Regions from separate parts of the Mus musculus genome. Here regions 2, 3, 4, 5 and 6 are each linked to region 1. The links are chromatin contacts, called in public HiChIP or PLAC-seq and promoter capture Hi-C maps. All regions are on one chromosome and are shown on one strand. The core of a region is the stretch at or near the end of the contact, and the rest is flanking DNA. Distances in the headings are between cores, read along the strand shown.

Region 1 (3,074 bases), core at 206-2,705:
TCCACTTGCTTCTGCCTCCCAAGTGCTGGGATTAAAGGCATGCACTACCACTGCCTGACTTTTGGGCAGCTAACTCTCTTATCTGCTGATCCATCTATGTAGCTTCTAGTTCATCAGTTTCATAACTTTACACTTCATTAAGATGGAGCTGTTCAAGAAAGCCACATTCATCTAACAAAGTCCCCCTCCCCAACCCCCGTAGCAGCGTACTGGTACTAACAATTTGGACATTTGGAAGGAGAAGTTATGAAGTGTTTCTTTGAAGTGAAAAGGTCAGATTTCTTAATTTAGAAAAAGGATCACTTGTTAGGATTGCTAATCCCGGTATGGGTGAAACTGCAAAAAACATTTGTGTTAATTTTAGTTCAAGTTGTAAAAGTATGGCCGTGGTACATAGGTTGTCTCTTTTCTCATAAACAAACAAAACAAAAAATATTCAACGGGAGAGGCTGGTGAGATGGCTCAGCAGTTAAGAATACTGAGTGCTTTTTCAGAGGTCTTAAGTTTTGTTTCCAGCACCCACATGACAGCTTACAACTGCCTGTAACTCCAGTTCCAGGAACTGTTGTTCTTTTCAGATCTTGGGCTCTAGGCACTCATGCAGTTACACACATACTTACATGCAAGGCAACCACTAATACACTAAACATTAAAAAATACAAAGTAATATATATATATATACATATATATTTCTAGCCGGGCGTGGTGGCGCATGCCTTTAATCCTAGCACTCGGGAGGCAGAGGCAGGCAGATTTCTGAGTTTGAGGCCAGCCTGGTCTACAGAGTGAGTTCCAGGACAGCCAGGGCTACACAGAGAAACCGTCTCATAAAACCAAAAAAAAAAAAAAAAAAAGTAATATATATTTCTTTTTGACAGGGTCTCCCTACTTAGATGTCCTGGAACTCACTATACAGACCAGGCTGGCCTCGATTTCACAGTGATCCACTTGCTATTGCCTACCTAGTGCTGGAATTAAAGGCGTACGCCACCTTGCCGGGCAAAAGGAGTAAATCATAAAACATTATGTGTATGGATATGTGCCCGTGAGTGCAGTGCCCGAGGAGCCACAAGAAGAGAACGGCGGATCCGGTAGAACCAAATTTACAGAAGGTTGTGGGCTGCCCCATACAGGTAGGTGTTGGGAATCGAACTCGTGTTCCCCCTCCCTTATTTGTTTGCTTCTTTTCCCGTGTGCAGCCGCCCTGGATGCATATTGTGTATTGTGTCCTCGCACCTATGTGCGACGTCCCCGTTTAGAAGAATCGTCCAGGCGTTCACGGGTGTAGCCGCACCGATTCAGAGGAGGAATCCCACACCAAACTCCCTAGCACTGCTCAGGGCCCCGCAAACCGGAAGCAGATAGTGGCCGTGGCGGCGGCGCGCGATGACGTCACGCAGGCGCCGGCGGCCAGGGGCGGGGGCGCGGGCGAGGGCGGAGCGAGCCGGGCGGCGGGGCGGCCGCGCAGTGTCCGGGATCCAGGCCTGGCAGGGGGTTGTGCGCGCGCGGCCGGCCGGCTCTGCCCGCACCCGTGTCGGCTCCGGAGCGGGGCCTCGCTCGGGCCCCCTCCATGTGACGGTACCCCGCGGAGCCTGAGCGAGCAGCGGGTCCGTGCGGAGCCGGAGACGGGAGGAACATGACATCGCGGAGGTGAGCCGCCCGCAGGGGCCGGGCCGCGGCCTGGGTCCCCGCTGCCTCTGGACTGCGCGGGCCGCCGGGGGTCACACCGGGGACTCCCCGTCGGCTTGGCTTCCCCGCCGCCCCGCCCGCGGGTCCCCATTCATTTCCTGCCGCCCCGAGTTCCTGCTCCCGCGGCCCGGGATGCCCGTGGGGACACCCGCGGCCCCGGCCGGCCGCCGCATTCCTGACCCATTGCCTCATGAGCGTCGCCTCCTGGGGATTCCGAAATAACCCCGCGCGCTCGGGGAGGCGCCCGGGCCACCGCGGGGCCTTCACACAGGACCCTTTCAGGTGCCCCCTTTTTGCGTCTTCGCCCTCGCCCCCAAGTGCCAGAAGTGGGAAAACTGAAGCTCTCTGCAGCGGCTGGGAGTGTTCCCTCCCCACTGTGATCTTTGCTTTGAAAGGTGGGAGGAAAGGGAACCGTATCTGGCCGTGGGATTGTCCCCTCTGTTTGACGAATGTGGAAACTGAGGCTCGGGAATAACGTGCTCGTCACAGGACAGGATTTGAAGCTTAGATTGGAGGCGAATGAGTGAGTTTCCACTTCAGGGTAACGAGACTCCATTAGTGACATTGACTTTGCTCTTACTAGAAGCCAGCTTAACGCGTACCGCAGTGGTACGAGGTGGGTGGTGGAATCCCTTTCCTAAACATGACCAAATTGAGTTTTCAGGATGAAGTACATTGTGGCATGTTACCTGGTAAGAGGTGCAAGTCTCTCACTGTGTTGCCCAGGTTAGCATCCAGTGTACATTTCCCCTTTATCTCAACCCCTTTAGCGCTGGGGTTACAGGCCGGATCACACTATAAGGACTTGTTTAGTTTTAAAATCAGCTTTAAGCCCGACGTGGTGGCGCACGCCTTTAATCCCAGCACTTGGGAGGCAGAGGCAGGCAGATTTCTGAGTTCGAGGCCAGCCTGGTCTACAAAGCGAGTTCCAGGACAGCCAGGGCTACATAGAGAAACCCTGTCTCGAAAAACAAAAACAAAAAACAAAACAAAACAAAACAAAAAAACCAACATTTTTATTGAGATAAGTTGCACCTGATTCGGCGGACAGTTTGATTAAACCTTGACTTATGCGTATACTTGAGACCATTACAGCAGTCAAGATAATGAACATATCCACGACTCCTGGTGAGGTTTCCCTCAGCTTGGTCTTACCAGTCCTCTGCTTTCCCTCCGACCACGGTTCTGTTGCTACCTTTCTTAGGATTTTAGATTAATGGCATTACACAAATATGAGCTGTTTTTTTTTTTTGTTTTTTGTTTTTTTTTTTTTTTTTGTTTGTTTGTTTTTTTTTGCGTTGGGGGCGGGGAGAGTCCTGATTTTTATTATTGAAAGTTTTTTTTAAAGATTTATTTATTTATTTATTTATTATATGTAAGTACAC
Region 2 (3,074 bases), core at 399-2,898, 480 kb after region 1:
GGGGTCCCTCAAATCCACCTTCACCACACTCAGCCCTATAGCCTCAGGAAGTCCCCTGACTTCCAAGGGCCCCAAAGATATAGATAGATAGATAGATAGATAGATAGATAGATAGATAGATAGATAGATAGATAAATAGATAGATAGGAACCAGAACCATATATATCACTCTTAAAAGAACAGAGAAGAGCTGGCCCCAGCTCTAGATGGACAGAGAGGGGGTGGGAAGAGCCTGGAATCCCGCATCCATCCTGTTCTGTGTGACAGGGACAGAGTGACCAATGCATGCTCCTAGGAATGGGATCCTGAGATCCCGCCCCTTCTGGGCCTGCAGCCACAGGTGGCTGTTAACTGCGTGTAGTCCTTCTCAGCCCTCCTTGGTGAAAGGCCTCACTGTGCTAGATCAGCCAGATTACATCCATTAGTCATTCAACACGCATCATGGCGGCCTGTTGCCATGGAAAGTGCAAAGGCGTTGAGGCGTCAACTCCCAGCCCTACTCACTCTTGTGGGAAGTCGGACAAACTGAGTAACCTCTCTGAGCTTCCAGAGATTTTGCTTCCTGCCCATAACATGAGGACACAGTCTTACCTCCAGGGGCTGAATGGAATGGACACTCAATAAGCAGAAGCCATCATTTGTGATGATCTTGGGCCACAGAGGTGAACCGTGGTGGAAGCCCTTAGGGGCCTTTTGAGCAGGAATCAGTTTTGTGTAAGTGGTTAAAGTAGTTGATGGCGTGATATGGGGTGTCACAGAGGAGGAGGAGGAGGAGGAGGAGGAGGAGGAGGAGGAGGGAAGACCGATGAATCAAGAGAGGCTGCTGGGAGGAGTTGGCTGGATTCTTCTTTTGTGTTTGCTACTAAATCCCTGTGCAACTTTGAGTTGATGACTTCCTTACCCTGAGGACCTCAGGTTCCCACCGATTGCAAGGTGGTCATTAAGCAGTGACTAGATGTAGCTGTGAATGGCTTTCTTCTAAAAACAAACAAACAAAACAACAACAAAAACGCAGGTGTCCTGGGCAGGGTAAAGACTCCAGCTAATCCAGTTTTGGTTCTGGGAGTGAGCCTAGTGTAGCCTGCCCTTCACCCTTGCTCTCCCTTCCCCCTGCCCTCCCCCAATCCCCCCAGATCCCAACAGAGGAGGAGCAAGGGCCACTCTGGTCTGGCTCCCAAAGAGGTCCCTTAACCCTGCTCAGCTGCCTGGATCGCAGTCCCACACAGCCTCATCTTTCCCAATCTAAACAGGGCAGGTCCTGGATGTCTCCTCTCTCAGTCCATACCTGTGTCTGCAGATGCTGTGTTCAGCTTGCCAGAGGGCCTATCACAGTGCCCATGAACGCTTAAACTGCTGCTCCAAGAGATCACCCTGTAGTTGGCCAGTGGCCTTATGAGCAGTCTTTAGACTGTCTCTAAATCAGATTCATTCATTCAAGTACTTATTGAGCGCCTGTTGTGTACCAGGCCCTAGCATAGATGCTAAATGCAAAGATGATAGATTGGAACCAGAACCCCTAAACACAGAACGGATCTGATGCCTCGTGGGCCCAGCCGGGGACTCGGTGACTCGCGTGTCACAGCGGCTGGGCGGATCGGTCTCCTCCCCTTCCTCTACCCGCCCCGCCCCGAGGCCGCCTCCACCCGCGGGATCCCAGCGACGCGTCCGACGCGTCCGCGCGCCAGGACTACTGCGTCCTCCTGTCTGTCTGTCTATCCGGCGGCGGGCGAGGTCCGGGCTGGGGCAAAGCGGTGCCCTCCTTCCCTCCCTCCCGGGAGCCAGCGGAGAAAGAGTCAGCGGGGGGTGAAAAGAGCCAGCGCGGGGAGATCACGGTGAGCGTGTAGCGCAGGGACCCCAAATCCCTGGCTCTGGCGGGCCCACGGGCAGATGCCACCGGGCGGGGACATAACGACCTGCAGCTCTTTTGCCCCCGGGGACGCCACCCCTGAGGAAACCTCGGTCGCGGCTCCATCCGGCACCCTCCATCCATCTCAACATCCCGCATCTTGAACTCGAATCCCTGCATCCCACATCCTTCATTCCGCATCCCGGAATTCTGCATCTCCACATCCCGCGTCCCTGCATCCCACACCGCAGCCCCCGGTAGCGCGCGGCCCGGGGCGGGGGACGCGCTCCAACCGAACACGGGCCACTGCGGGTGACAGCCTGGGGTATGATGCCCGCTGTTCTCCGGGTACCCCAGGGACTGCAGGGCACAGACCCCCGAGCCTCCCTGCCGCCCCCCCACCGGCGCCCCATTGTTCTCTGCCGCGGCTCCTGGGAGGGGGAGGGGGCTGCTCTCTTCTTAAAGGGCCCTTTCTCCTTCTTGTCGCCCCTGCAGGTCGCGAACACCAGTGGGGTGGGGCGTGCCCACGGCCCCCGCCCCTCCCCAGGGTCCCCCAGCTGCAGGTCCGGACCGCGATCCCCACGCTCCGCCCCCTTCCCTGGGAGATCTACCACCACTCAGGCCGGCCAGGAGAGGGGACAGGGGTGCAGGGGTGCAGGGAGCCCCGTCGGGAGGGGCGGACCCAAGTCACCCCGAAGCGAGGCACGGGATCTGGAAAGCGGAGCCAAGCGCGCAAGGAGCAGCAGGCTGGGGCCAGGGCCTCCTGGGTGACAAGGCCCTGCGTGGCGGACAGAAGGAACGGGAGAGAAGCAGGGACAGGCCGGACTTAGAGGGGCAAGTGCCTCCTCACTCCTGCACCTGCACTGAGGGGACTAAGGGATTGAGATCATGTCCCCCACCTAGGACAGACATTGCCTACCGCGCACCGCTGTGTGCAACAGCTGCGCTCTGCGGGAAGGGGTCCTCGCAGCGTCTGGATGGCCACCCATCCCCCTAACCCAGGCCTCTAGGCCTTGGAGACGAGCCCAGCTGGAAAAGAGGCCACACTCCTCGCCGCCCGCCCTGGAGAGGGAGGACGAAGCTTCCCCGGTGCTCCCAGGCCCAGGAGGAGCTGGGCCAGCAACAGTGGGGACCTGGCCCCGCAGGCGGCAGCGGCCATGTCACGGCCAGGCCAAGGTGTGATGGTGCCGGTGAACGGGCTGGGCTTCCCGCCGCAGAACGTGGCCAG
Region 3 (3,074 bases), core at 330-2,829, 440 kb after region 1:
CTTGTAACCCTGCAGGAATGCTACCCACCCCTTTGCCTTGCTAAACTCCTGAATACCCACAATGACTTCCACTGATGTCTTCCTGCCCTTACCTACCCCACAGGCAGCCTTGAGCCCTGACTCCGCCCCACACACATACTCTTCTGCCCCAGTGCTAACAGCCAACAGACTCAACAGACTGTTTCTATCAACTCTAACCCCTCCCCATAAAAGGGACCTCAAAAGCGAAGGAGGAACTGCTCTCTGAGGACCCCAAATTAGGGGGGAGGCAGTCATCTGGCCTGGTCCTTTGGGCACTGGCTTTATTCAGACAGTAATGGGAATGGTTTTTTTCCTTCAGAACTAATGGCAGCTCTTGTCCCCACCACACAGACTCTGGGCTCTCTTGTCAAAATGGCTCCAGAATTGGGGTGACTGTGAGCCACAGTGAAGAGTGAGGTGACCGCCATCAGGGCAGAGGAAAGAGAGGCCTTACTGACCTGACCCCCAGAGTCTCCAAGAGCGGCCCCCATAGTGGCTCTGGAATGATATGGCAGAGGCCCAGTGGGACACAGTGAGGGTTGGGTGAGGTGATACACATATTCGACTCCTCAGGAAGCTGAGGCAGGGTCCCTGAGAGCTGCTAGTGTCCCCTAAGCCATTTTCCTTCTATGGCCTCACTCAGAGGAACTACAAGAAGTCTGCTGCTTTCAGGGATCCTTTGTCAGAGCCCATATTTTTTTTGTGACTTCAGTCACTCCACTGGACTCCAAGGTGATACAAAGTCACTGTGCCTTTCCTGGTGAGGGTCCCAGGAAGCCATCTGCCACGTAGGACAGCCACATACAATGTGCCATCTACCTTGGAAGAAGATGCTATACATAACAGTTTATGAGAGGTTGAGGCAGGGGATTACCAGCTCAAAGCCAGTTTGGGCTAGACAGCAGGCTCTGTCTCAATACTAACCCAAAATAATTGTGTTGAATTGGTGAGGTTTCTTTTTGTGTTTAATTTTTAAATATTTAAATATTTATTTTTTAACATGTGGGGGGGGGGAGGACTACTCTTGACTCTTCAGGGACCTATGTTCACCCAAAGTCAGGAAGCCTACATCTGTCTGTCAAGGCACCTGTCCTGCAGTGCATCTTTGAGCAAGTCAGCACCTTCTCTGAGCTCAGTCTGTCTGCCCTGTCTGTCACCGAATGCTTCAGCCACTGGAAACAAGGAGGAAGGACATTATGTTAACGGACAGACTCTACCCTCAATAAAATCAAATTAGCTTAGCATTTAGCCAGCCAGCTTTCTGCCAATTTTTTTTGAGACATGCTCCTCCTAGCTATAGGTAGAGGAAACAGAGGCACCAAGAAGACAGTCCTACACTGATGGACGCAAACACTGGCCTCTGTGCAGGTGTCCCCTGAGGCTCTAGAGGCTCTAAGTTTAAGCTGGGGTGTCCTTGGGAGTGGCCAGCTAGCTGGAAGCAAACACACACCAGCTGCTGGGAAGTAACTCCCACACTTGAGTTTCGATTTCCTAGGTTCCTAGGCTTGGCTGTGTTAGGGGTGGGGCTTTGGACTTGATTTCCTCTTTCTAGAAACCCGGGTGCAGGGCAGAAGGCCCAGGACTTGAGCTACAGTGCTCTGCCTCGACAATTGACAAGACCAGCTAGCAACGATGGGAAACTGGCTGACTGGAAACTGGTCATCTGACAGGTCATCTGGCTATTCATCTGGCTGGTCACCTGGTGGGTCTTCAGGGGTGCCCTCCGGGCCAGTGCACAAGTTAGAAAAGTCTATCCAGGCAAACCTCACACCCAACGAAAACTGTCTGAAGCAGATTGCGGTGTCCTCGGTGCCATCGCAGAAGCTAGAAGGGTATATCCAGGAAAACCTCAAACCTAACAGAGAATCTCTGAAGCAGATAGACCAGGCCGTGGATGCCATCTGGGACCTGCTGCGCAGTCAGATCCCTGTGAAGGAAGTGGCTAAGGTGAGGCTCAGGGTGGGGGCCAGGGCTCTGCATCCCAGGAGAGTTCGCTGTTCCCAAAGGTGGTGGTGCTGAGCATTGTGCCACACAGGGCCCAGGGGATTGCACTTCGAAGGCTTTCCTCTGAGGACAGACAGTGAAGGGGCCCAAGCTGCTGCCAGGTCTTCTTCCACCTGGCTGCATGACTCCCGGAAGGGTCCTTTACCTCTCTGTGCCTCAGTGTCCAGATCTGCAGAATGAGGTCAGCCTAGACCCCACTTCAGAGTGTTGTGATGGTGAAGCACGCAGTGTTCTTAGCACAGGGACGGCTGTTATCAGTGCTCAGTAAATTACCAGGGATTGACTACATGCATTTGTGCTTTGCCATAGAGTGTCTTTGACTCCACATTTATGAGATTTTTGTTCGTGTATCTTTTTCATGCCTACATAGTACTCTACCATATCTATTTTTTTTCCATGCCTGTATAGTATTCTGCTGTGTTATTTGTTCGTCTTAGCGCAGTTTTGAGTTGACCCCAGTTTGGAGCTAGCATGCAAAACATGGACACAAACTGGTGCTGGCAACCTGATTTTAAAATGCCAGTGCCATTTGGGGGATTTCACTTGATTTAAGAAATGTCACTACCTGGAGCTTCAGAAAGTCTAGATCTCACAACTGCCCCTCCATTTCCCCACAGGGTGGCTCCTATGGCCGGGAAACAGCCCTAAGAGGCTGCTCCGATGGTACCCTTGTTCTCTTCATGGACTGCTTCCAACAGTTCCAGGATCAGATAAAATACCAAGATGCATACCTTGACGTCATTGAACTGTGGCTGAAAATCCATGAGAAGAAGTCAGTAAAGCATGAACATGCCCTTGTAGTACAAGTGTCTGTACCAGGGCAGAGAATACTCCTGCAATTACTTCCAGTCTTCAATCCTCTACGTGAGTGATCTGGGGACTGGGGGTGGGGGGGGTGTCCAAGCATTCTGGGAGTCCTGGGAGGCCACTGGGGTCCCGTGGGCTGAGGCTGTCTCCAAAATGGAGCTTGTAAACTCCTGTCTTAGTCACTGGTCAGTTGCTGTGAGGAGACACCCATGACCAAGACAACTCTTATAAAAAGAAGCATT
Region 4 (3,074 bases), core at 314-2,813, 380 kb after region 1:
GCACAGAAGAGTTTGGGAAGGGTACAGTAGCACTCATGCAGTGCCCACATTAGCTGCACACATGTGACATACCATCAGAGAGTGAATCTCTGGGGAGGGTCTGGTGGGAGGTAAAGGATAGTAGAGATTGGAAGGAGACTATGACTAAATTAATACAGATATATGAGAATGTAGCCATAGTCCCATGGTTGGCATTGTTAGCTGGGAGGAAATATGCGCAAGTGACATCATTAAAGAGAAGATGGCCTTGTGTGATATAGAATAACATATAACATCATAGAGAAACTGAAAAAAACAATAAAGGTGATCCAAGTCTGTAAAACAAATATCATAAAAAGAAGAATTCATGCTGAACAAAGCCTCCCTAAATAAAATGCTTAGAATCATCACTAACACACATGAGCATCAGCTACTGTTGAGAGAGGGCATTACAAATTGTCACATCTCCGGATGGAGAGGTGGGTCAGTAGCTAAAACTGCCTGCTGTTCCTGCTGATGACCTCAGTTTAGTTCCCAGCACCCAAGCAGGCCAGCTCAGAGCCACCTATGTAACTGCAGCTCTAAGGGATCTGACACCCCCTTTTCAATTCTGACCAAACCTGCACTAACACATACAGAGCCCCACTCACAACTAAAAATGTAGAAATACAGTCAACTGAAAACAAGAAAACAACTTCATTTCTGCACCCTTCACAGAGTCTGAGAGTTAAGTACCAGTGTCATGAAATGTGATTTGACAGACAGCCCGGGAACCGAGTCCAGAGAGGGTCCATCAATCCAGTCACATAGCAGGCGAGTCCTGGTCTGTCCTCCGTGTCACATTTGACTTAGTCTATGTGACCTTATCATTCCTGGGGCGTGGAACACTGGACATGGAGAAGGTAGTTAAGTTACCCTAAGTCACACAGCAGTGCAAAGGTTGTATTACCACTGCCCCACCACCTGCCCCTCCACTTTCCAGAAAACTGCTTTGCCATTCTGGGCCTCAGTTTCCCCGACTCTGAAATGGACATGGCCTGGGAGTGGGGAACATAAACTGTAGCTGAGGCTCCTTCTCCAATACAGATGTGGGACTTGGGGGGAAGAACCCATCGCCAGCTGTGATCAGAATTAAGAGGAGGGATCAGGGTTGCAGCCTGGCTTCTGAAAGTCCTGTCCCACCTCATCTCGGCCAGCTCAGGCTGAGGAAGGCTCACCTTGACCCCTTTAGAGGCCCTCATTCGGCGGACGGGGCCCCGGAAGGATCTGTCCTTCAGGAGAGCACACAGGGCATCTATGACTTCTCTGAGGTCAGCACAGAAGCTGGTGTCCGGGAGATGGTTCTCTATGAACTTATCAAGCTTCGAGGCCGGGATGCTCCTCAGATCCTGCTCCATCCTAGGTCCAGCTTTTACCTCTGCAGCCAGCAGGTCCTGTGTCTCCTAGGCTGGCTGAAGCAGAAATGGGACTTTCAGTTTCCATTTCCCGGGAAGGGCGCGGATATGCAAATCATCCAGGCCCGAGCAGCCAATGGCGTTAGGGCTTCTGAACAGGTACCTCCCCATCCAAGCCTGAGCTTTCTTAAGATCCGGCCCAGGGAAGAATGTGTAAGGAAACTGACCTGGCTTTCTCGGGATTTCTTCTGGAAAAAAGGCTGTTACACGGTACGTTTTAGGAACAATCTGTGCACGTAGAAGAAGGGAAACGGAATCAGGAAACCACAGAAGGTGGCTGGTGGCTCCTGAGCTCGGCTTCCATCTCCTGCAAACGTTTTAGGCGGAACTGCTTTTTTTTTTTTTCTTTTTAAGAACAGCACCTCCCCAGGTTTTGTTTTTCCTTTACCTCTGGACTTGCAGGTCTAGGATTACAGACAATTCTAACAGAAAGCTCAGACTTCCCAGAAGCCCCCTCTCCTACTCACACCCTACATTTTCCCCTGTGGTGCAGGGGGTCTGGGTGAGGGTGGGGTCTGGGCATCCCCAAGGGTGAAGTACAGGCCGTACCACCAAGCTGGGGACAGTACAGGTCAGCAGTGACTATTAAAATGAGCTGTCTTTCAGGGCCCTGGCAAGGTTGAAAATCACCTTTGGGTGACATACCCAAGGCCTCATCAAAACAGTTTGATGCCCTCCAACCCCTGCCTCCATCTTCTCATCTCTTGTTTAGAGGGCAGAGAGAGGGCTCAGAGTTTAAGAGCTCGGGCTGTGCTTCCAGTTCCAATTCTGAGAACTGACATGGCAGGTCCCAAACACACACACACACACACACACACACACACATTCACATGCACACGCACAGGGCATGCACACACTAAATACACTCCTGAGCTTGCCTGTGCACATATGCACACAAATACACAAACAAGTGTATACTCACATGTGCACACCCGAGCATTAACCAGGATGTACTTCGATGAGGAAATAAAGAGTCTGGCCTTCTGCAAGAGCAGGATTGGCCTTTATGCATCTCCAGGAAGGAAGCCATTGCTAGTGGAGACTGCTCACCGGGCACAGGGAGCTCCAGGGGATTAGGGTGGAAATGGGACCTTTGGGGGTCTGCAGACCTAGTCCTGCTTCCCCAAGCTGGTGGATTTTGGTGGGGTGCTTACCCCGTTGGCCTCCCTGATCCTCACTGCACACTGACATCAGCACCATATCTCCTCCTGCAGGGAGTCACTCAGACTGCCTGGGGCTTCTAGGTCATTAGCCCTTCACATGCAGGAAAACAGGGAAGAAAAACAGCATTGTGGGTGGCCCTAGCAGTTCAGCAGGCAGAGGCTGATGCAGGAGGATGGATAGTGGAGGCTGGTCCATCCTGGGCTACACTACAGCTGGATTCACTCCAGAGTGTGAGGGGGAAAAAACCCTAAAACAGATGAAGAAATGAATGGAAAAAAAAAAAAAGGATCCTGCCCAATGCTGTGGCTGAGAGCACACTCTGGGCAGTAACACAGTTCTTTCCTTAAAGAAACAGGAGCGGGAAGTTCCACTGACCAAAGTTGTGTCATTCCAGGTCAGAGGTGAGCCCTCAGCACAAAGTGTCAGCTGCTTTAAATTCCTTTTGGTCAGCCAGGTGTAGTGTCACAGGCCTTTGAT
Region 5 (3,074 bases), core at 234-2,733, 350 kb before region 1:
CTGGGGAAGACTGTCCAGCTGCAGGGCCGATGAAGGTCTCTCCAGATGTGCAGAGCATTGCTCTTGTCTCTGTTTAGGTACTGTCCAGTGGAGGCCATGGGGTTCTAGGGCTGTGTCTGGTTATCTTGGGTCACTGGGTTCTGGTTATCAGGTGCAGCACTGGGTGTAGTGGAGTTCCTAACTAAGCTATTTTTTTCAGGTTTACCGGCTTTTTTTTTTTTTAAATATGCTCATTACATTTGGTTAATCGAAAATCTGAGGGATACCCCTGGGTGACTCAATTTAACCCATGTTTTTACCTTGGTTGCACGCCTGCCATGGGTTCCAAACTGTCCATTCCAAAGGACATACCATTAGCCTGGCTGAAGGCTAATCTAAAAGAGCTCTCTATGGGGAGACCTCAAGACACTAACTTGCTCAGCTCTTGGTCCCAATCTAGCCTCCATGCACATTGGACAAAGGCTACTGCTGGCCAAAACTTGGAAGTTTTGATTTTAATATCTAAATTGATTTAGATAACTTCATAAAACGAAATGGGAAGTGGCCTGAGGCCTCTCCCCCCATATTTCTGCATTCTTAACACCCTTACTATATAGGCTCCTCGAAGCCAGCTTTTTCCTCTGGTAGAGGAGTCCAACTTCCAGGAGGAGGACTGTGCCCCCTGCTGTGCGCACCAGTAATCACAGTCCTGACTGTTAAGAGGTCAGGCTCCCATCTCTCTTTTGCTCCCTGTCTGTTCCTTTGAACTGCCTCAGAAATCTAACAGAAAGGACGTGTACTAAACTCCTTTGTGTATACTTTGTGTACTCGTCTCTTATGACTCTCTCAGGGATACGCTTCCATTTAAGTAATCGTTAATAAAACCTTCAGAGCCGGGCGGTGGTGACACACGCCTTTAATCCCAGCATTTGGGAGGCAGAGGCAGGCAGATTTCCGAGTTCGAGGCCAGCCTGGTCTACAGAGTGAGCTCCGGGACAGCCAGGGTTACACAGAGAAACCCTGTCTCGAAAAATCAATTAATCAATCAATCAATCAATCAATCAACCAAACCTTCAATTCTGCTTCATAAACTGGCTAGTCCTAAAACCGTCCGCATGGAAGCCAAGAACTCGTTTGTCCCTCCTTCCCGCTTCTAGCATCCTCGGGATGCTGAGATGGCTGCAGCAGGCAGCAACATCTCCGACCCCGCTAAGCTGACAGGACGAGCACGATCCGGTTGGTTCCCACACAGCCAGATTTCTGTATGTCCCACGTTACCATCCCACTTCCCAGCCAACTCCTTGGCTGCATCCACAGGTTTCGCTCAAAACACAAGACACTCAGCAGCGGGCTCCCGCGCATGCGCCCTCCCTGCATTCCGCTTCTCTTTCGGCAGGCCAGGCCTCGCGCCGTCTTACGTCATTCACCCAGCGCCACGTCAGTGGAAGGCCCGGGGGCCTGTGCTGCGTGCGGCGCGCCCCGGGGACGACCCGGCTGGCGCCTGCACATCCACCGCGCGGCTCGGGAAAGCCTCAGAAAGGCCGGCGGATGCCGGCGAGAGGCGCGCGGGGCTGGGTGGTCGCAGAGCCCCGCGGCAGCATGGCTGGCGTGAAGCTGCAGAGGGTGAGGCGCGGGCGGGCGGCCGGCGGGCTGCCCGGCGCAGGCGTCCCGGCGATGTGTGGCGCTGGAGCGGCAGTGGGAGCGGCGGCGGCGGCGGCGGCGGCGGCGGCGGCAGCGGCGGCGGGCTCGGCTTCGGCTTCGCTACGGTGCTGGTGCCGGCGGCGGCGGGGAAGGCGGAGGCGGCGGCGCAGGCTTCTCCTCAGGAGCTGGCGAACCCAGGCCTAAGCGGCGGCCCCGCCAAAGCCCCGCACGGCGCTCCAGGCCGGGCCCCTCCCCGCCTCGCCCTGCCCCGGGAGCCTGCCTCCCCGGCCGGGGATGAGGCCGGGAAGCGGCTGCGCGGGGCCCAGCACAAAGGCTTGTCCCCAGGGGCCGCCGCCGCTGCCGCCGCCACCGCCGCCACCAGCTTAGAGCCGCCTGCGGAAGCCGAGCCGGCACCCGGACCTTCATCCCCTCCGCTCCCTAGGGGCGGGCGCTGCCCGTCTCCCCGAGCTCCGAGCCCTTTGCTTCCTCGGCTGCCAGGGGACGGGACAGCCGCGCAGCCTCCGCCGCTTCGGGCTGTGGGAGCCCAGCGGAGCATGTCGGAGGACAGCGACATGGAGAAAGCCATCAAGGTAAGCGGGAGATGCAACCCGTACCCTGCTTTGTCGACAACCGCGATTCCGCTCATCGTGGGCCTTGGGAAATAGAGAGAATTTGAATGGGAGGTAGAGGTTCTAGTTCCTAGCATCTAGTAAGTTCGGTTTTCGGCCTCCCGGGGAAGGGGACCGCATTTGAAGGCCCAGAGTGTTGGCTTGTGTAGGGTGGTGTCTCCGATTCCCTCTAGCCTCCTTGGTTGATGCAATTTGTGCTCAGCTAGAACGAAGTTGAGTAGTGTGGAGATACTTCATATGAGTGGGATATAAGAGGGCTTCTTAGGACTCTCATGTTTCCATCACCTCCAACTGTGTCCATTTGCATCTTGGTGACCCACTGCGACACTTGGCAGTGGCTCTGACCCCTCCTGATGGCTCTGAACCAAGCCTGTTTGAGACCTTCAACTTCAGGAGTTGCTTTACCTTTGCCCAAAACCTGCCCTTTGGCTTTTCCCTTCTCTGTGCGTTCATTTCCTTCTGTTCTCTTGTCTACTCTCAAGAATCAAGAGTTTATTTCTGAAGAGTTTAAAGCGCCCCGTATTCTAAAACGACCCCAAATGGGACTGGGAATATAGCCAGCTGGTAGAGTACTCACCATGCATGAACCCTTGGGTTTGATCCCTTGCACTGCATGAAACTGGCACGGGGAGGGGTCACCCCCCCCCCCACACACACACACGCGGGAGGATCAGTAGTTGAGGATCCCAGCCAATGCTGTGATTTAATATCTGGCTCAGAAGAGGAGCCTCAGTCCAAGCCTGGTGACCAGAGTAAGATCCTTAGACCCACATGGCTGGAGAGCACCAACTCTGGCAAGTTGCCCTCTCATCTTTGGAGACACAC
Region 6 (3,074 bases), core at 239-2,738, 300 kb after region 1:
AAGCCTGGAGGTATCTCTCCAGTTCCACAGGCTCTCTACCCCTGTGGCTGGTCTGCAGACCTGCAGTGGCCACTCCGTGCTGTTCTGCCCTCTCTCTTGCCCACCTAAATCGTCGTAAATGGGAAACACCAGACAGCCTTGATATTGAATACCAGCCAGTTTTGTATCAGTAAATCTTCAACCCCAAAATGCCATGCCAAGAACACACGACTCAGTTATATTTATAAGGTGCACATCCTAGATTGGGCACATATAACACTACAGTACTCTATTCCCCAGCTATAAGATCCCTTGCTACTTGCAGCTCCTCCAGGTCACATGGTTCTGCTCCACCTTCCACCTCCTCTTCGTCCATCTTCCCCTCTCTCTGTCCCTCTGTCTTGTCTTCCCCTCCTCCTTAGTCTCCTTCCTCCCTCTCCCTCCCCCCCTCCCCCCTCACATCTAAAACTTCCGGCCCCGCCTTTCTTTTCCATTGCCCAATCACAGGCTCTAGCCTTTCTCCACTTAAAGTGGTGAGCAGGTTCATATGGAAATCACCTCAGTATGTGATCTGCTCCTCATCTGGGGCAGGATTAGCATCAAAATACAAACAGCACCTAGGCAATCCACTGCACAGCTAGGCACAGTGGCCACCCTGTAACACCAGCACTGAGGGGGACCAACCTGGAGGAATCATGAGTTCAAATCCAGCCTTGGCCTTAAAGCAGGACCACAACAACTACGAAGTGAAAAACTCAAAACAAGAGATGAGGGGACAGAGGCAGGGGTTGGAGGTCATCAAACTGTTCTGATGTAGCCTTGGGTGGTGGCCCATGAGTGTTCCTCCAGGACCTGTGTCACCCAAAGGCTGACTTTCACCCTTGCAGTGGCCCTGAAAGACAGCTCACTGTAATATTCACTGCTGACTTGTCCTGACCCAATTGGTAGTACAGCCTGTACTTCAACCTTGGGAAAGTCCTGAGTGATACCCCACCCTTGCCCCAACCCCCCACCCACCGGAGCACCACAGGGGAAAACTTAAGACGTGAGTAGGAGAGGGGGCGAGTGTGAAGTCTGAGCTTTCTGTTAGAATTGCCTTAATCCTAGAGCTGCAGGTCCAGAGGTAAAGGAAAAACAAAACCTGTGAAGGTGCTGTTCTTAAAGAGAAAAGAAAATGCAGTTCTGCCTAAAACGTTTTCAGGAGCTGGAAGCCGAGCTCGGAGCCACCAGCCATCTTCTGCAGTTTCCTGACTCAGTTTCCCCTTTTCTCCTACATGTACAAATTGCTCCTGAAACATGCCCTGTAACAGTTTTTTTTTTTTTTTTTTTTTTTCCCCAGAAGAAATCCCTAAAAAGCCAAATCAGTTTCCTTTTGCATTCTTCCTTCGATGGGATCCTCAGAAAGCCTAGGCTTGGCGGTACCTGGTCAGAAGCTCTGAAGCCATTGGCTGTCGGGGCCTGGCCTATTTACATAGCCCTGCCCTTCTCGGGAAATGGAAACTGAAAATCTACTTCCCATTTCAGCCAGGCTGGGAGACCCAGGAAGCTCCAGACTTAGCATGGAGCACGGACTCAGGAGCATCCCAGCCTGGACGCTGGACAAGTTCATAGAGGATTACCTCCTTCCCGACACCACCTTTGGTGCTGATGTCAAATCAGCCGTCAATGTCGTGTGTGATTTCCTGAAGGAGAGATGCTTCCAAGGTGCTGCCCACCCAGTGAGGGTCTCCAAGGTGGTGAAGGTGAGCCCTCCTCTGCCTGAGCTGACTGAATGGGGTGGGAGGGGAATCTCAGAAGCCAGACAGCCCTGATCCCTCCTCTTCAATTCTGAGCACAGCTGGCGATGGGTTCTCCCCCCAGGCCCCATGTCTGTATTGTAGAAGGAGACTCAGCTACAGTTTATGTTCCCCAGTCCCAGGCTACGACCATTTCAGAGTCATAGAAACTGAAGCCCAGAACAGTAAAGCAGTTTGCTGGAGAGTGGCAGGTCAAAGGATCCAACCTTTGCACTGCTGTGTGACATAGGGTAAATTAACTACCTTCTCCATGTCCAGTATTCCCAGTCCACACCCCAAGATGGCAAGGTCACATAGACTAAGTCAAATGTGACATGGAGGACAGAACAGCACTCACATGCTGCATGGCTGGATTGAAGGACCCTCTCTGGGCTCGATTTGCATTTCATGACAATGATACCTAACTCACAGGCTCTGTGAAGGAGTCAGAAACAAAGTTTTTTCTTTTCTGCCTTGTTGTGTTTAGTTGATTGTATTTTTATATTTTTAGTTGTGAGTGGGGGCTCTGTATGCATTAGTGCAGGTTAGGTCAGGATTGAAGAGAGGGTGTCATATCCCCTAGAGCTGTAGTTACATAGGTGACTCTGAGCTGGCCTACTTGGGTGCTGGGAACTAAACTGAGGTCATCCGCAGGAATATCAACCACTTTTAACTACTGACCCACCTCTCCATCTGCAGATGTGACAATTTGTAATGCCCTCTCTCAACAGTGGCTGGTGCTCAGGTGTGTTAGTGATGATTCTCAGCATTTTATTTAGGGAGGCTCTTCTCAGTATAAATTCTTCTTTTGAAAATATTCGTTTTCTAGATGTTGATCACTTTTATTACTTTTCAGTTGCTCTATGATTCTATATGCTATTCCATAGTACACTGTGTTATAGTGTAACACTATTCCTTGCTCATTTCCTTTAGATCTCTCCCTTCCCCCGCTCCCATACACACTTCCCTCCCCCCCCCCCCCACACACACACTGACATACACAAATATAGACTCCACAGATGAACATGGATGTTTGTCCTTCTGAATCTGGCTTATCTTCTGTACCAGGAGGAGACTCTGAGCTGGCCTATATTTCCTACATAGATCCTGATGTCACTCTTCAGGGCTAACTAGTATTCCACTACACATGTGGCAGCTTTATATATCCATCCATCCATCCATCCAATCATCCATCCTTCACCCTTAGTGGTGGACTCTAGTACAGCATCTGGACTGCCCAGCACGGCTCTCCCTGTCCCTTGTCATTCTCCTCCTTGTCTTTCAGGGTGGCTCCTCAGGCAAAGGCACCACACTCAAGGG

Evidence for each region. HiChIP or PLAC-seq counts read pairs in DNA pulled down with a chosen protein or histone mark. Capture Hi-C pulls out chosen DNA fragments and counts their contacts.
Region 2: an H3K27ac HiChIP or PLAC-seq map of epiblast stem cells shows a contact between it and region 1, with 2.7 times the contacts expected there. The contact joins the promoter of Dtx1 here to the promoter of Ptpn11 in region 1. A contact is called at or near these places in 1 of 39 promoter capture datasets (hippocampal neurons) and 1 of 115 datasets of contacts at active chromatin or transcription factors (epiblast stem cells).
Region 3: an H3K4me3 HiChIP or PLAC-seq map of bone marrow-derived macrophages shows a contact between it and region 1, with 4 times the contacts expected there. The contact joins the promoter of Oas2 here to the promoter of Ptpn11 in region 1. A contact is called at or near these places in 3 of 115 datasets of contacts at active chromatin or transcription factors (bone marrow-derived macrophages and embryonic stem cells) and 1 of 9 other capture datasets (embryonic stem cells).
Region 4: a contact with region 1 is called in an H3K27ac HiChIP or PLAC-seq map of embryonic stem cells, with 6 read pairs. The contact joins the promoter of Oas1c here to the promoter of Ptpn11 in region 1. A contact is called at or near these places in 4 of 39 promoter capture datasets (the 3T3-L1 cell line, the SN4741 cell line and hippocampal neurons), 9 of 115 datasets of contacts at active chromatin or transcription factors (the SCID.adh cell line, T-cell acute lymphoblastic leukemia, bone marrow-derived macrophages and 5 more) and 2 of 9 other capture datasets (liver and pancreatic islet).
Region 5: a contact with region 1 is called in a promoter capture Hi-C map of liver. The contact joins the promoter of Mapkapk5 here to the promoter of Ptpn11 in region 1. A contact is called at or near these places in 1 of 39 promoter capture datasets (erythroid cells), 7 of 484 Hi-C or Micro-C datasets (CD4 T cells, CD8 T cells, LSK cells and 3 more), 5 of 115 datasets of contacts at active chromatin or transcription factors (bone marrow-derived macrophages, embryonic stem cells, epiblast stem cells and 2 more) and 2 of 9 other capture datasets (adipose tissue and liver).
Region 6: a contact with region 1 is called in a promoter capture Hi-C map of adipose tissue. The contact joins the promoter of Oas1g here to the promoter of Ptpn11 in region 1. A contact is called at or near these places in 2 of 39 promoter capture datasets (cranial neural crest and hippocampal neurons), 3 of 115 datasets of contacts at active chromatin or transcription factors (embryonic stem cells and forebrain) and 3 of 9 other capture datasets (adipose tissue, macrophages and pancreatic islet).

Annotation. Positions count from the first base shown.
Region 1 is chr5:121,189,778-121,192,851 of GRCm38.p6, reverse strand. Ptpn11 (protein tyrosine phosphatase, non-receptor type 11) reads left to right here and starts at 1,455. Exons shown (of 16, transcript NM_001109992.1): 1 at 1,455-1,650. The coding sequence starts at 1,637.
Region 2 is chr5:120,710,243-120,713,316 of GRCm38.p6, reverse strand. Dtx1 (deltex 1, E3 ubiquitin ligase) reads left to right here and starts at 1,648. Exons shown (of 10, transcript NM_008052.3): 1 at 1,648-1,832; 2 at 2,342-3,074. The coding sequence starts at 3,004.
Region 3 is chr5:120,748,353-120,751,426 of GRCm38.p6, reverse strand. Oas2 (2'-5' oligoadenylate synthetase 2) reads left to right here and starts at 1,579. Exons shown (of 11, transcript NM_145227.3): 1 at 1,579-1,968; 2 at 2,643-2,889. The coding sequence starts at 1,654.
Region 4 is chr5:120,811,003-120,814,076 of GRCm38.p6, reverse strand. Oas1c (2'-5' oligoadenylate synthetase 1C) reads left to right here and starts at 1,563. Exons shown (of 7, transcript NM_033541.4): 1 at 1,563-1,643. It also overlaps the pseudogene Oas1b.
Region 5 is chr5:121,544,301-121,547,374 of GRCm38.p6, reverse strand. Mapkapk5 (MAP kinase-activated protein kinase 5) reads left to right here and starts at 1,483. Exons shown (of 14, transcript NM_010765.2): 1 at 1,483-2,210. The coding sequence starts at 2,175.
Region 6 is chr5:120,886,027-120,889,100 of GRCm38.p6, reverse strand. It overlaps Oas1g (2'-5' oligoadenylate synthetase 1G), which reads left to right and starts at 1,488. Exons shown (of 7, transcript NM_011852.3): 1 at 1,488-1,721; 2 at 3,040-3,074. The coding sequence starts at 1,539.